Regions from separate parts of the Mus musculus genome. Here region 1 is linked to region 2. Evidence: chromatin contacts called from public Hi-C data. All regions are on one chromosome and are shown on one strand. Each heading gives the region's core, a stretch centred on a gene start, on an enhancer-like site or on the middle of the called end of the contact. The rest is flanking DNA. Distances are from core to core; before and after follow the strand shown.

The links. A called contact is a pair of places that touch in the nucleus more often than the background predicts.
Region 1: a contact with region 2 is called in a Hi-C map of olfactory sensory neurons, with 2.5 times the contacts expected there. The contact joins the enhancer-like site here to the promoter of Pax6os1 in region 2. A contact is called at or near these places in 1 of 39 promoter capture datasets (hippocampal neurons), 5 of 484 Hi-C or Micro-C datasets (cerebellar granule neurons, cerebellum, cortical neurons and 1 more) and 6 of 115 datasets of contacts at active chromatin or transcription factors (astrocytes, embryonic forebrain, embryonic hindbrain and 3 more).

What each region holds. Positions count from the first base shown.
Region 1 is chr2:106,315,046-106,318,479 of GRCm38.p6, reverse strand. The region is part of intron 6 of Dcdc5 (doublecortin domain containing 5); the gene reads right to left. Among named protein-coding and RNA genes, the nearest start is that of Gm36036, 93 kb to the left of the region's middle. Within about 2 kb of position 1,854, at least 1 of the 459 cell types and tissues checked has an H3K27ac peak or open chromatin away from gene starts, as enhancers often do. A contact at or near this core is called in olfactory sensory neurons, where this site is marked.
Region 2 is chr2:105,668,521-105,671,645 of GRCm38.p6, reverse strand. It overlaps Pax6os1 (paired box 6 opposite strand 1), which reads left to right and starts at 1,316. Exons shown (of 4, transcript NR_002867.2): 1 at 1,316-1,410. It also overlaps a transcript of Pax6 not described here.

The DNA.
Region 1 (3,434 bases), core at 605-3,104, 650 kb before region 2:
TTGACTCTGTTAATTCTAATCTGATCATTTTAGGCATAACACCAACATAATGCCCTATTGAATGCATCTGATGAAGACACAGAAAGTGGTAACACTTTACATGGTGTTTTCAGAGTCTTTGGTAAAGCTATGATATTGTGGCCAACTCTAGATATATGTGTGAGACTGTATGCATCAAGATAGGAAGGTATTATTTGACACTCTTGGGATTTAGTTACAAACTAAAACAGACCAGAATGTACCCTAGTTGAAAGAATTTTCTCTTGAAACTCTCTTGGGATACAATAACATTTCTCAAGCAGTGTAATGAACATAGTAATAAAATGATGCAATATATAATTTGAGTCTGATTTAGAAAAATAATAGATATTCAAACTCCAACCCAAATCAGCGGCAGCTTACAAACGTGCATGTCAAATGTGAATTCAAGTGCCGTGACTCTTAAGGGAATCAGTTAACTTTTTGCTTGATACAAAGACCTATTTCTTTACTTAACTGATTGCTTTCCCATTTTTAAGATTGTTTAAGCCGCTAGATTAGACCACATAGATTTGTCTATAATTAAGGCTGAGGTACACAATTCCTCGAAAACAGTGAACAGTATGATTCTAGACAATGCAATAATACATTTCATGCACTGACTTGGATAAAATTCATTTTATAAGACCAACATTAAGTGCCCAAACTCTGAAGAAAAAAATAAACATACAAATTGTAGAAGCAATAGTAACAATGTCCTACTTTGATGAGATTTGATAATAGCCCCCAAAATCTCATTAATTTGAATGGTAAGAAGAATTGTAAGGTTCAAGTTGTGTACATAAGAAAGAAATAATTCAGAAAAACAACAGAATACACACAAGCTGACCTTGAACCCCACCCAAGATTTAGAAGATTAGATGCACAGCTGAAAACTTGAAGATTACTCTTCAGTCTTTTACCAGAACAATGTAGGAAGTGTTTTAAGTATTTACCTTACAATGTATTGACTATTAAATATAAAAAAGTAATTTATGTTAATAAATCAGAAACAGGATCCTGAAGAATGAAGCATTTATTGTTCTGTGATTCTAAAGCTTAGAGATTAAGTAACTTTTACATATTAAACATTGTTCTATTTTATTTTGGAGTTTTTGGATAAAATAACAAATATAAGTTTTGATCTATGTTATTTCATACCCACCTTAGCTTTGTCTTTGACATTACTTTGACAACTAGATTAAGCAGAAGCTGCATTTTAGTAGCAATTAAGAGGCAAGAATAATAGGCCTATAGTCATAATCAACCTCAAGGCATTGGGAATTTGTAGGAATGAGAGATTGTTTCAATTATGATGCTGAAAATGATACTTATTTCAACAATTTATCTGTCTTTATATTATATTTAATTAAAGATCATTGAGGTGATTTTTAAAAGGTTATGTCATATAGTGGGAGCTCAGGTGGGCTTATTATGAGCTTATGTGGCTCATGGTATGAGCATCATGCATGTATCTAGGAAAAACAAATAGATACCAAGCCAGTCGTAACATCTCTTGGAAGTTTGTTTTGTGAAAATGTCTTTTACCTGCTCTATGTTGCTTTTCTAGTTGGGTGAGTTTTCTGGCTATTTAGATTCTGGATCCATAGGAGTAATCTATATTCCGCTCTAAAACCCTATCATTATCTCCTGGACTCAGGGGTTTCATACTTGGTGTAAAAGCAAGTTCTCTTTGCAGCTATGGAAAGCCTCTACCAAGTGCAAGCTTTGTAAGAAAAATAAAATAAAATATAAAATAAGACCTCTTTTACTGAGTGCTTGTTTAGGCTGGAACTCCCAGGAGACTCTAGGTTGCAGCATCTGCTTCCCAAAGGATAGCTTTGGTATGTCATGTATTTAGCAGATAAACTCTCTGAAGTTTCCATATTTATTTTCTGCAAGTAAGGGAGATGATAATGTCTATTGATCCATATGTCTCTTTGTGTGCCTAGGCTAGACATCACAGGAAATGTAAAGAATTTTGATGTGGTCCAACCCTCAGGAAAGTTAGAGTTACTTATTTTTATGATTTTCTTTATTTTGCATGTGCATTAATGGAATGTGGTGAATTGTGTGGCATGCGTGTTTATGTGTATACAGGGAGCATGCATCTGTACACATCCACTGAGGCAAAAGGAGGACATTGACTGGCCTGTCCCTTCACTCTTTTATTCTTTTGAGACAGGGTCTCCAACCAGACCTAGAGCTAGGCTCTTGGCCAGCAAGCCCTAGAAGTCCTCTTGTCTCCCTGTCCCCACCATTCTCAGGTTATAGGTGTGTGACCACACCCATCTTTTATGTAGGTGCTAGAATCTGAACTCAAGACTTCAGGCTCCTGCTGCAAGTCTGCTACCCACTGAAACATTTTTATAGCCTAAACTTACAGCACTTCAAAAGGATGCTAAGAGTTTGTACATGGAAAGATTTTGTTTAAAAACAAAAACTAGCACAATGTAAGATAAAATATAGGAAAAAATGACATCCAACAAGTCATTATAGCAGATGCCTTGAAGGAAACTAGAAATATGCTCCTTACAAGCAAAGAAGCTGGAGGAAGTTAAAAGTAGTTTCCTGAGGTCTGAAGTCTGGGGTTGGAGATTATTCCAAGATGTTTCTATTTGCATACCCAGTGAATTATGGAGTGGATATTTCCTTCCTTCCTTCCTTCCTTCCTTCCTTCCTTCCTTCCTTTCTTTCTTTCTTTCTTTCTTTCTTTCTTTCTTTCTTTCTTTCTTTCTTTCTTTCATTAGATATTTTCTTTATATACATTTCAAATGCTATCCCAAAAGTTCTCCATCCCCTCCCCCTGCCCTGCTCCCCTACCCACCTACCTACTCCCACTTCTTGGTTTCTTGGTCCTGGCATTCCCCTTATAAAGTTTGCAATACCAAGGGGCCTCTCTTCCCAGTGATGGCCAACTAGGCCATTTTCTGCTACATATGCAGCTAGAGACACAGCTCTGGGGATACTGGTTAGTTCATATTGTTGTTCTACCTATAGGGTTGCAGACCCCTTAAGCTCCTTGGGTGCTTTCTCTAGCTTCTCCATTGGGGGCCCTGTGTTCCAACTTATAGATGACTGTGAGCATCCACTTCTGTATTTGCCAGGCACTGGCATAGCATCATACAAGACAGCTATACCAGGGTCCCTTCAGCAAAATCTTGCTGGCATATGCAATAGTGTCTGGGTTTCATGGATGGAGTGGATTTTAACCATCACTGCTCAGGATATGTCTAAAGAGCTTGGTGGGCATGAAAAAGAGAGTAGTGTTTTTTTTTTAAGTACCTTGTATTGAGACGTATTTCTCTAGATATCTTTGAAAGTCTGTAGATATCATGTTGTCTTTTGGGTTCTCTGTCAGCCAAGGATCCCAGAAAATAGATGGAAAAAATAAATAAGGAGAAATCAAGAAAGAA
Region 2 (3,125 bases), core at 67-2,566:
TAGGACACCCTGAAATCCCATCGTTTTGGGATTTTTACAGATAGGGTGTCTAGAAAAGTTCTCTTTCCATTCTCCAACCCCGGGACATTCCTTCAAGTCTCCTTTTCTTCTAACCTCAGTACTAAAGAGGTAAGTGTTCAGCTTCAAATGAAAAGCTTGCTAAGGTCACCGCTCTATAGAATATGTCTGAACAGCTGCCTGGTAGAAGGGCCAGGGACTGACTCCTGCCATTTGTTTTGTTCAGGAGCTAGAAACGTGCAGGCCTGATGCTCAGGATTTTGAGACTGGGAAAGAGAGAGCAAATGTCAGGGCTGGCTCACTCCAGCAGCCTGGAACCGAACTAAGCACATCCTGACAGGCTTTTAAAATGACATTGATTGAGACAAGCTGTTCCCAACCCCAGTAAGAGTTAATCTGCCTGTTAATCAAGGCACTAAGGGGCTCAATGCGAGTTTTATTAGTGACTGGAGAGCAGAGGCAGCAGTAGCAAGGGATCAAAAGCTGAAATCCCAGATACTTTGTCAGTGCACACTCCTCCAAAAAAACAATGTATTTTTCAATTAGAGAACAATTTGGCGCTTTTCATCATTTCCTAACCCAGTCTCACAGATGGTGACTTGAAGCCTCCCCATCAGGGAAAAACTTGTGGGGATTGGGAGTCAGGGACAGAGCAATGAGGGATTAAGCCCTGGTTGTTTCCTCGGAGATCGGGGTCCACCTGGGAGAATATCCGAACTCTGGGATCAAGGCTCTGCAGCCAGATTCCTCCCGAAAAGAAAAGGAATGAAAAAGGGAAGCAAAAGAAAAAATAATACCACAAATACAGGCACTCGTCCTTCTAGGTCTGGCCAAGCATCTCTGCCAGTGCACTAGAAAGTTCTCATGCAAGATTTACTCTCTCTCTCTCTCTCTCTCTCTCTCTCTCTCTCTCTCTCTCTCTCTCCCTTTCCCTCTCTCTCTCCCTTACTTCTCTCTCCCTCTCTCCCTGGAAGCTGGATTCTCTTTGGTTTTCTTTTCCAAGTCTGGGCACTGGCGGAAATTTGAATACTAAGTTCTCCAATAATTCAAATGATACGAAGTCTGAGGGAGGAAAAAGTAGACACACCAATCCGATTTGCCCTCTGATCAAGGAGGGCAGCAGAGTAAGACCACAGCAGAGGAAGTCCCTGGCTCACCCTGGGCGCAGGGCGAGGACTCTGGTCAGAGGTAATTATGTCACCGCGTTTTCTCGCCGTGACAGCCGAATAAACACAATCTCCAATAAACATCTCTAATGAGGGAGGAGGCCCGAGGATGGCTGGTTTGATTTATGACTAGAGGAGAAGGTCCACTTCCTACTGCGAAGCGGGCAAACTGCTCACGGCTCAACTCTGGAATAAGGAACTCTCGGAGGAGAGGACCCCCGTTCAGGTAAGGTGCTCAGACTGGTGGCCACTTTGCCCGTGGCCTCCTTTCTATGTGAGGCGCTCAGAGGGGACTCTGCTCAGAGTTAGACTCCTGGGCACCTGTCACAGGTGCTTGAGAGCCAAACGATCTGGACAAGTGCCTCCAGCGGGTCTAGAGAGAGGGCGTCAGGAGCACGCGTGGGAGTGGGCGAGATCCAGGCCAGGCCTGCTACATGGCCTCAAATTTCCGGTGGGTTGCTCCGGTGCCCCGACTCAGGCAGCCTGAGCGGCTCCTGGTAAGCTTAGGGCTTGAGTGAGAGATTTTCCAACCTGGCGAAAACACCTTTTAGTTTAAGTTAGGGGTAATCACTTTCCTGACCCACTTCGGCCAAGTTCTGGCCTTCCTGGAGCCGGAGCATGGCTGGGTATCTCTCTCCAGGGCACTCAGCAACCGGGTTCCCCTGGAGCCCACATGCTTCCCGCCGAGGCAAAGAGCTCCGCCGCTGCTAGGAACCCGTTCCCGGTAACCCGAGCCCGCATTCTAGCTCAGTGAGAATCGCTAATTATTAGGTCTTCCGAAGGAAGCTCAAATCACACGCTGGGGCCTTCGCGCGCGCTGCCCAGCTCTGGAGGGCCGCATTCTTTCGTCCTGTGCTCCTTTCGGGGGAAACGAACCCCAAGACTTTGACTTCGATATGGAACACACATCTACACAACCTTGGGGAAACTTTTGTCGCAAGTCGCCCGACCTTCCGCGGGGTGCTCCATGAATTCGGCGCGAGGCTTGGTGGCTTCTCCAAGCATGAATGTCGCTAATTGCATCGGGGGAAGGCGTGTTGCAAACTGCATGCCCACCGCCTGCTTTTCTTAGGATCTCAGCGATTTCTTTAGACTGCGGCCACAGCCACCACCCTCCCACCCCCCACATCACCCCCAGCTCAGGGCCAGACGGGAAGTCCTCTCTTGAGACCACAACATTTTGTTACTTTTACAAAGAAGCATGCTTCGCAAAGACATCCCCTCCCCCTCACCCCCGTCCCATCCGCAGCAACTCCTCTACCATCTTTGTAAGCTTCCTTTAAAAAGAAAAAGAAAAAAATCAAGGCCGGGGCCACTCGGGGAGGGTTTCTATGACCTGAACACACAGGTTGCACGTCGGAGAGGGGCGCCGCTACTCTTGGGGTGAGTCTGGCTAGAATCAAAGCGGTTACCTGTGAGCCGAGGGTGGGGTGTCAGGTGAGTCTGGTGGCGCTGGTTCCCACACTTCTCAAAGCCGCTTCTCGGGGGGAAGTAGCAGATCTGACAACCGGGTTCTACGCGAGGACCTGCCCCAGAGTTTAAATGTCAACGATAAGAAAAGAGGGTGCTCCGGCAGGCGCTAACTTTCCTTAATATCCACGCCAGCAATGCCCTCATTGGTTGCCGGGCGCGGATGACGTCACGGCGGCCAGAGTTGGGTTCAGCTCGGCAGATTAGCTCTCTGGCCCGGCGGGAGACTCCCTCTCTTCAGGCAGAGTCTGACTCCTCCATCCTAAGAGTCTTCAGGGGTCTGGCCGGTAACTGCACACGCCCAGCCTGCCTCTGGCTGGTATTGTCCTCCCTGAGGTTCGGCTTAAGCCCCCCTCCCCCTACTTTCAAGTAAACAGGTCCTGCGGAGTTCAGGGGCCATCCAGTACGCGGATCCCACTGTACTTGCTCTTAGGCCAGCCAGTTATCTCTCTAAGTGACCCCGTAGCCTGT